Linked DNA regions of Sus scrofa: region 1 is linked to region 2. A link is a contact called in public Hi-C data. All regions are on one chromosome and are shown on one strand. Each heading gives the region's core, a stretch centred on a gene start, on an enhancer-like site or on the middle of the called end of the contact. The rest is flanking DNA. Distances are from core to core; before and after follow the strand shown.

Region 1 (4,493 bases), core at 914-3,413, 78 kb before region 2:
CTTCTCTCATCAGATCAACTACTTTGAAATACGATTTCCTGCATGAAACCATAGCATGGACAAGTGATCAATTTACGAATGGCTATAAGCCATTTTCCTGTAGGATAGTCAGCAAGAACCCGGGCTGAGAGAAGGAACTGGAACTTCCAAATCTGCCAGGTTGACGCCCACACCCAAGACCATGAGGCTCATTAATTATCTACCCTTTGGGCATGATTAACGAGACCCCAGACTGGGGTGCCAGGGTAGTGAGGATAAGCAGGGGCTCCATCAGCAGCAGGGGCTCCCTTGTCCTGGGAGTCAGCACACAGCCTCAGCAGTCACTTGTACGTCCAGTGAGCAGTGGCCCAGCCCTGGCCCTTGCACAGGTCTCGGTGGCGAAGGAAACAGGCATGCACTCGGAACCGACGGCCGCAGTGGGGACAGGCGTGCAAGGCTCCTGCGTGGGTCTTCATGTGCTCCGTCAGATGGTGCTTCAGCTTGAAGCGCTTGTTGCAGACGCCACAGCCAAAGGGCCGAAGGCTGAAGGTCAGCATGATGTGCCGGTCACGCTTCGGCTTCACCGCAAACCGCTTCCCACACAAACAGCCAAAGCGCTTTCCATCTGCAGGCGGTGCCCCCCCCAGCTTCACAGGCCCATGCACAGCCTGCCCTGCTCCCCCAGGGCCCGCACCCCCCGACAGGATTTCATTCCCATGAAGATCCACCGGCTTCCAGGATGGACCTCCTCCTCCCGATGTTGACCCTGCGCCTGAGGGCAGCAAGAAGCCCAGCTCCCCGTTCCCTTCCACGTCCCCTGCAGGAAGCACTCCGGTCTCTTCCTTCGATCCTCCAGATTGCGTTCCGCCTCCTACTATCTCCTCCTTGGGCTCAAAGGGTTCCTGCTTAATGTAGAATATCTTGGGGGGCAGCGCAGTGTGAGGGGCAGGAGGCTCCAGCAGAGCGCTGTCACCCTCTGGAAGCCTGCGTGGAGTACTGGATGTGGGCAGCGTGTGGGATCCAGGAGGGCGGGGAAAGCTCCCTGATGCTCTTGGAGGCTGCGGAGTCTGAGAGGATGCTGCCGACCTCTGGCCCTCCTCTTCCTCCTCTTCTTCCTCCTCCTCCTCTTCCTCCACTTGAATCTGCAACACCTCTCCCAGTTCACTGCCGTCCCCTACGACGGGGCTCTCAGTAGAAGCCGAAGCCTGCGCTGGGGTCTGGAAAGAGGAAGAGCGAATGCACCAGCCTCCTGGAGAGGCTGTGGTGGAAAGAAGTGCGTGGAAAGGGGTGGCTGCCCGGGCTGAAAGTCCACCACCTGAGTTCTCCAGTTCTTTAAGAATTTCTGAGCACTGATCTACTACCTGCCACATCTGGAGGCCACTGGCCACAAGCAGGTGGGCTGGGAGGGCATCCAGTGGCAGACGGAGGCGCCCTGAATAAATGAGCTGCAGCAGCCCCTCGAAGGCATCGGCTTCAATGACACTGGGCAGAGTGAGCCGTGGCGCATCCCCCAAAAGCAGCTTGTCATGGAAGTAAGGAGAGGCAGCCGCCAGCACTGCTTTGTGTGCCCGAAGCTCGCGGCCCTGAACCAGGAGGGACACGTCACAGAACTTCCCCTCCAGCCGGTGGCGGTTCAGGGCTTCCAGCAGCAAGGAGCTGTGCTGGGGGAACTCGATCTGGATCGTCCGCGGGGCAGGGTTGCAGGCGGGGGAGGGGGCCCCGGGAGGCACAGGCGTCGAGGCAGCCATGGCCTCGTGGGTAAGAGATCTCCGAGGGTCGCGTACAGGCGACGGGGCAGGCCGGCGCGGGACGGACGCTAGGAAGGAGAGAAGGGTCGCGGGAGCCGTGCTGGGGGCACCGCGTCTCCCCGAATGCCCCCGCACTGCCCCGCAGAGGAAGCCAAAACAGTCTCCACGCCAAAGCACCGACCGCGGCTTTAACCTCAAGGCCTGGGGGGGGATGAATCCTTCGGCCACGAGCCGGGATCGCCGGCCGGGTCGGCTCCCGCCCGCCGCTTCGCTCCCACTCGTGCGCTCAGACTGCCCGGCTCCCAGGCGGTCGCCGCCGGGGAGACCACGAGCGCCGGCCAAGTTCCCGCCGCCACGCCCCCGCCGCTACACACGCGGCCCCCGCGGCGTCCCGAGCGCCTCTACAGCCACCTCGCCGCCCCGACCGGAAGTCGCCGCCTCCCCGCCGGACGCCGACGCAGAGGGCGGGGCCGGAGCTGCAGCCAATCGGGGAGCGCCGATCTACAAGCCTCGCACTGATTGGTTGTACGGGAGAGGGCGATGAGGGTGGGAGACCGCGGCTTCCACCCGGACGGCAGGTCTGGAGGCCCAGCCGCAGAACGGCGCACCCCGACGGAGTGAGCGACCCGGGAGCCTTTCCGGTAATTAGATGTAGCGCCCCCCTCCGGCAGGTGCTGAGAGGGCGCGACCAAGTGGCACCCGCAGTATGGGCTAGGGAATGCTCCCCATCACCTTGTACCCTCGCCCCCGGCCACCTGCGAGATAGGTGTTGCCAATCCTGAGTCTCCTCGGGGGAAATCGCGAGCGGCGGGCCTGGGGTTGGAACCCAGATCCGCCAAGGAACCACAGTCTTTTCCCCATTACGCACGGGAGCATTCTAACCAGCAGTTAAATAAATTTCCCTTTCTAGGTGATTGTTTTGAGGTGTGCGTAAACATATACTTGGCATCTTTTATAAGGGAATGCTATGTTCCTTGACCTCTTTACTCGGGTTAAGTGGTGCAGTGGTGAGGGGAGATGGACTGGGTAAGCTGGGCCAGTGCAAAGCCCCCTCCCTCAGACAGTAAGTCTCCTCGCTGGTTGGGATAGGGATATCCTAGGGGAAGCCTGTGGCACCACGCAGGGACATAGAGTTGCTCCCAGGCTGTCAACATTCCCTTCAAAAAGCAGATCCTATCGCTCTGCTGGTCCTCCTAGAGGTCCCGGCCTAGGAAAGTCAGCGCAGCGATAAAAGAACAATCTCCGTTTATTAAACATGATTTTTGTTTCACCACACACTCCAGAAAAAAAGGAAATGGGGCTGGGAGTGGAGAAAAAGAGGCAGTGGTGGGGGATAGAGTAGTCTGGGGGTAGGGTGGGGTGGGGAGGGAGAACGAGAAAACAAAATAAAACAGGTAGGAAGAATATCTCCTACCCTTAGGGTGTGGGTGGGGAGGAAAGTCTGGGGGGCAGGGGGCCAGGAAGCTCTGTACAGAGGGGTCGCCCCCAGCCCACACACACACACCCCGGATATGTACAGTACAAACCCCAGATAATTACAACAGCCAAAGAGAAGAGGAAGGGGGAGTCCAGGGGTAGGATCTGAGGTTGGGAAAGCGAGGAAAGGGCACAGGGATAAAATTTCACATATTTACAACTTTTATATAAGTATAAATTTGGCCCCGGCTGGGTGTAGGTGTGTAGGGGATGGGACTGAAGGGGAACTGTCCATACAAAAGAAAGAAGAGTGGAGTCTGGGAAGAGTCTCAATACCAAACGCAAGAAGGGGTGAGGGACTAGGCTGGGGAGGGGGCGGCAGTCGGGGAAAAGGGGATGCCAAGGAGGGGCCTCTTCCCTCCTGTGACCTAGCCCCCCCAAACCCCATCCACCCTACCTCCCCTATCCCGCCAGAGAGCTATGTACAGAGAAACACCGAAAAATTGTGGAGCTGGCGGGAGGGAGGAGGAAGGGGATTGGGGAGGGGGGGGAGGATGAGAGGGAAGCCCAGCCCAGTCCTGCCTCCCCCCCGGGGACAGAGTCATGGAAGGGGGCCCCCAACACCCCTCCTCCAACACAGGTTCCCCCACCCTGGGGGAGAGAGACATGGCTTTTCCTAGAGTAAGTTCCCCCTCCCCCTGGGAGTAGAGACCAAGCAGAGAGGGGCAGGGGCAGGGGGGCTGTGTGTGCCAGGGGAGTTCTCCCCTACAGACACCCCCTCCCAAACCCTAACCCCTCACCCTAACCTCAACTGTGCCCCACCCAACACACTGGGGGAGGGGGGGGCATAAGCCCCCTCACCCCGCTCTGGGACCAGCCAAGAGCAGATCAGGTATGGGAAGAAGGGGAGACCACCCCCATTCCCCCCTGGCCGCCCCCTCCCTGCCCCGGTGGCCCCTCCACCCCATCTGGGTTCTGGGTGGGGAGGAAGTAAATTTGAGAGTGGGAAGAGGAGAAGGGGTTTGTGCGTGCTGAGCCCCCCCAGACGCTCCTGAGAAATCAAGGGGTAACAGGGCCCCCTCACCCGGGGTCCCCTCCCCATAACAAGGGGGACAGGGGAGGCCAAAATGGGGCGGTGGAGGGGAGTTAGATTGTCAGCTCTGGTTACTGCTAAAAAATCACCCTGAAGTTGAAAGTTTGGAGGTGCCACGCCCCCAGGGTGGGGCGAGGGTGTCCCCCAGTGCTCAGGGGACTATTGAGGCAGAGGATGGGGATAGCACCCCAGAGTGAAGGGGTCTGTATGGGGTAGGTGGTGTCCTGGGGGTCAAAGGGGCAGCACCCCAACAGGAA
Region 2 (4,372 bases), core at 568-3,067:
GCAAGGGATTCCTTAGAGAAACTCCTTTGTCCCCCGAAGGGCCCTAGTGGGATGGCCTCCCAGGAGTGCTCGACCACTTCCAAGGCTGAGACAGATGATGAGGAAGATGAGGAAAGTGATGAGGAGGAGGAGGAGGACGAGGAAGAAGAGGAGGAGGATGAGGAGGAAGACGAGGAGGCCACAGATTCCGAAGAAGAGGAGGAGGATCTGGAACAGATGCAGGAAGGTCAGGGGGACGATGAAGAGGAGGAGGAGGAGGAGGAGGAGGAAGCAGGTATGTCAGGAAGACAGTCTTCTCGTGTGTCAGCTCCCTCGACTGTTGGGCACCAGCCCCATCATCTGAGATCCTTCCCATCCTCTCAGCACTTCTCTTCCCCTAGTTCTTACTCTATCCTCTCCTCTTTTCTTTTCCAGATAAGGATGGAGATAAGAGCCCCATGTCCCCACTACAGATCTCCACTGAGAAGAACATGGAGCCTGGCAAAGGGATCAGCAGGTCTTCAGGGGAGCAGCGAAGCAAAGCACTTGGGGTGTCGCCATCTTCACTGTCAGAAGAGCCCCCGGCCCCCTCCAGCATTGATGCTGAAAGCAGTGGCGAGCGTCTTGAGGAGTTGCCCCTGGAGGAGGAGAGCCCTGCGTCTCAGCTCTTTGAGCTAGAGATTGAAGCCTTGCCCCTGGATACTACCCCGTCCCCTGAGGAGAGGGATGTGTCGTCTTCCAGGAAGCCATCCGAGGAGCCCCTCACCACTGTCCTGGAGAACGGAGCAGCCATGGTCACCTCCACTTCCTTCAATGGCGGTGTCTCTCCACACACCTGGGGGGACTGCATTCCCCCCTGCAAGAAATCTCGGAGGGAGAAGCCAAGAGAAACAGGGCCATTAGGAAACAGGTAACTGCACAAGGAGGAGCAAGAGGGAAGCCAAGGAGGGCCTGCGGGGGGCTTTCTGAGGGCACTGTTGCGGAGCCCAGGCTGCTGGGAGAAGTGGACGCTGCCTCGCAGCCTCAGGCTGCCCTAAGCCTCCACACCATACGTTTCTGTCCTCAGCTGCGTGGCAAGGCCAAGGGCAGTGCGAGAGAAGGAGGGGAAGAGGACGCGGGCCCTGCCCAGCCCCCCTTCCCCCTTGGCCTCCGTGGCTCCGGTTGCTGACTCCTCGACCAGGGTGGACTCTCCCAGCCACGGCCTGGTGACCAGCTCCCTCTCTAGCCCATGTCCAGCCCGGTTGGCCCAGAACCCCCAGGCCCAGCCCTCCAGACCCAGTACCTGTAAGGTGAGAGGGGAAGCTGTCCCCCGACTCGGTTCCTGGCGCGCCCACCGCAGCCCTCCCCTCCGCCCCGGGCCGTGCTGACCGTCTCGCTCCCCGCAGATGAGTGTGGCCACGCAGTGCGACCCCGAGGAGATCATCGTGCTCTCGGACTCCGACTAGCTGCCCCCGCGCTCCCTGCTCCACTGCGCTCGGGACAGAGGATGGAGGCAGGAGGCACTGAGCTGGTCCCCGTTTGGTGGTTTCTTTTAAAAACACAAAGCTTAAGTTTTACACAGAAACATTAATAAACAATAAAGTTCTTTTCTTATGGTACCCATGTCTTCCTTGTCTTGCCCTGGCGGCTGTCTAGTCTCAGGCCTGGGACGGATGGACCCCGCGCCCTCCGCCCGACTCGAGGCGGACTTTACTTTCCCACTCGGGGCGGCCAATCAGGGGGCCGACTCGGAGTGAGTCGGCCAATCCAGGCCTGTGTGGGGCGGGGCTTGGGGGACTGTCAAGCTAGGAGGCCACTGCGAGGAGATCCCACAGTCCCGCTAATGACCACAGCACAGGGGCGGGGCCAGGCGGCGAGGGCCTGGACTCCTTGCCACTGGGAAGAGGCAGGCTTACGGAATTAAAGGGGAAGGAGAGCCTCGGCCGAACCGTGTCCTGAGCCCCCAGCGGCGGAAGAGACCCGGTACCTTTAAGATGGAATGAGGCCGTGGTTCGTTAAAGGAGAAGTGGCCGAGTCGGCCGAGTATTGCCCAGCGGCTCGGGCGGGGTGCCGGCTTGTGCCTTTAAAGCCGGAGAGGCGGGAGGCGAAGCGGAGGCGGAGGGCGGAGGGAGTCGGCGCAAGATGGCGGCGGGAGGGGCCCGGGCTGCGGCTCTGGCCGCCGAGTGAGGGGCGGGGGGCCCGGGGGCGCGCGGCCCGGTAAGCGGGGACGCGCGGGGTTGGGGGGCGCCTTCCGGGTGGGAGAGGAGATCGTTGTAGCGCTTGGGGCGGAGCAGAGGGGGGCGGAGTCCGATGTGGGCGGGGGTACACAGGGGGCGGAGCCAAAAGGCCGTGGGGGCGGGTCTATGGTGGGCGTGGTCGAAAACGGGCGTGGTTAGCGATAACTGGGGGCAAGGGGCGTGGCCGGCAAAAGATCCAGGGGTCTTAGCCTAAAGGGAAATGGAGAGAGCGGTGGTTTTCAATACTGAGAGCTGACCTGCGCCCCTACCAAGGAAAAGGTACAAAACTCCAAAAGGGTAAATTTTGGAAACTCAAGCTCTCAGGCAATTGTGAATTTCTGAAGGGAGGCACCCAGCTCCCCAAGAGCTTCTTGTTTCTCTTAACCTACAAGGAAGGAGCACTGGATTTGCAGTTAGAACACCTGCATTTGTGGGCGCTGCCCCTTACTAGTGTGACCTTGGATAATCTCTTACTCTTTCTGAGCCTCAGTTTCCTCATCCGTCAAGTGGGGTTGACAGGAATACCCACCTTACAGTGTCGTTGTGGGAAGTTACTTGGAGAATAAGTGCGAACAAGCTTTTAAACTGTACAGGGCTGTGTCATTATGAGATGTTATCTTTCTTCTTTCTTTTCCTTTCCAGAGACCCCCCCGGCCGCCCTCCTCCTCCCCTTGTTCCTGTGGCTGGGGGGTACCCCTCCCCTCCACACCATGGAGCCATCTCCTATGTCTCCGGGTGGGGCCGCACTCCCTCTGCCTCTATCACTGGCCCCCCCGCCACTGCCCCTGCCTGCGGCTGCGGTGGTACACGTGTCCTTCCCTGAGGTGACCAGTGCCCTCCTGGAGTCCCTCAATCAACAGCGGCTGCAGGGCCAGCTCTGTGATGTGTCCATCCGAGTGCAGGGACGGGAGTTCAGGGCTCATCGTGCTGTTTTGGCTGCGTCCTCCCCTTATTTCCACGACCAGGTCTTACTCAAGGGCATGACCTCCATCTCACTGCCCAGCGTCATGGACCCCGGAGCCTTCGAGACTGTGTTGGCTTCAGCTTACACTGGCCGGCTCAGCATGGCCGCTGCCGACATTGTCAACTTCCTCACAGTGGGGTCTGTGCTCCAGATGTGGCACATCGTGGACAAGTGCACTGAACTCCTCCGAGAGGGCCGGGCTTCAGCCACCACCACCACCGTCACTACTGCTGCAGCAACATCCGTCACTGTCCCTGGTGCAGGGGTCCCCCCCGGGAGTGGGGGCAGTGTAGCCCCTGCTGCTGTGGGCTCCGTGCGCTCTCATGCCTCCAGCCGGGCCAGTGAGAATCAGTCCCCCAGCAGCAGCAACTACTTCAGCCCCCGGGAGTCCACTGATTTCTCCTCTTCATCCCAAGAGGCTTTTGCGGCTTCTGCAGTGGGCAGCGGGGAGCGTCGAGGTGGTGGCCCTGTGTTCCCAGCCCCGGTGGTTGGCAGTGGAGGGGCTACCTCTGGGAAGCTGCTGCTGGAGGCAGATGAGCTGTGTGATGATGGCGGGGATGGGAGGGGGGCGGTGGTCCCTGGGGCTGGGCTCCGGCGGCCGGTCTATGCACCCCCCAGCATCGTACCACAGAAACACTGGGTGTACGTGAAGCGGGGTGGAACCTGCCCCGCACCAGCACCCCTGGCTCCCCAAGACCCAGACCTGGAGGAAGATGAGGAGGAGGAAGACTTGGTGTTGACCTGTGAGGATGATGAAGATGAAGAGCTGGGGGGTGGCTCCCATGTTCCACCAGGGGGAGAACCTGAGACGACCCTTAGCATTAGTGATGTCCGGACCCTGTCTGAGCCTCCAGACAAGGGAGAGGAGCAGGTCAATTTCTGTGAGTCCTCCAATGACTTTGGCCCCTATGAGAGTGGGGGTCCCGGAGGGGGGCTTGAGGATTCAGGGGGACCAACCCCTTCCTCCTATGCTCCCTCCCACCCTCCTAGGCCCCTGCTTCCGCTGGACATGCAGGGCAACCAGATCCTAGTCTTCCCATCCTCTTCATCCACCTCCTCCTCCTCCTCACAGGCTCCAGGCCAGCCACCAGGGAACCAAACTGAACACGGGGCTGTGACGCTGGGGGGCGCGTCAGCAGGGGCCCTGGGCATGCCGGGTGGCACTGGTGGGACCCCTGGAGGAACAGGCAGTGGGGATGGAAATAAGATCTTT

The links. Hi-C and Micro-C count contacts between places; a contact is called where the count stands out from the background.
Region 1: a Hi-C map of liver shows a contact between it and region 2, with 4 times the contacts expected there. The contact joins the promoter of ZBTB9 here to the promoter of ZBTB22 in region 2. A contact is called at or near these places in 3 of 47 Hi-C or Micro-C datasets (heart right ventricle, liver and skeletal muscle) and 1 of 2 datasets of contacts at active chromatin or transcription factors (alveolar macrophages).

What each region holds. Positions count from the first base shown.
Region 1 is chr7:29,752,399-29,756,891 of Sscrofa11.1, reverse strand. It overlaps ZBTB9 (zinc finger and BTB domain-containing protein 9), which reads right to left and starts at 2,163. Exons shown (of 1, transcript XM_003128343.4): 1 at 1-2,163. The coding sequence starts at 1,727. The coding sequence ends at 321.
Region 2 is chr7:29,674,059-29,678,430 of Sscrofa11.1, reverse strand. It overlaps ZBTB22 (zinc finger and BTB domain-containing protein 22), which reads left to right and starts at 1,817. Exons shown (of 2, transcript XM_001927786.4): 1 at 1,817-2,175; 2 at 2,838-4,372. The coding sequence starts at 2,906. It overlaps DAXX (death domain-associated protein 6), which reads left to right. Exons shown (of 8, transcript XM_021098591.1): 5 at 40-226; 6 at 415-889; 7 at 1,046-1,268; 8 at 1,365-1,577. The coding sequence ends at 1,424.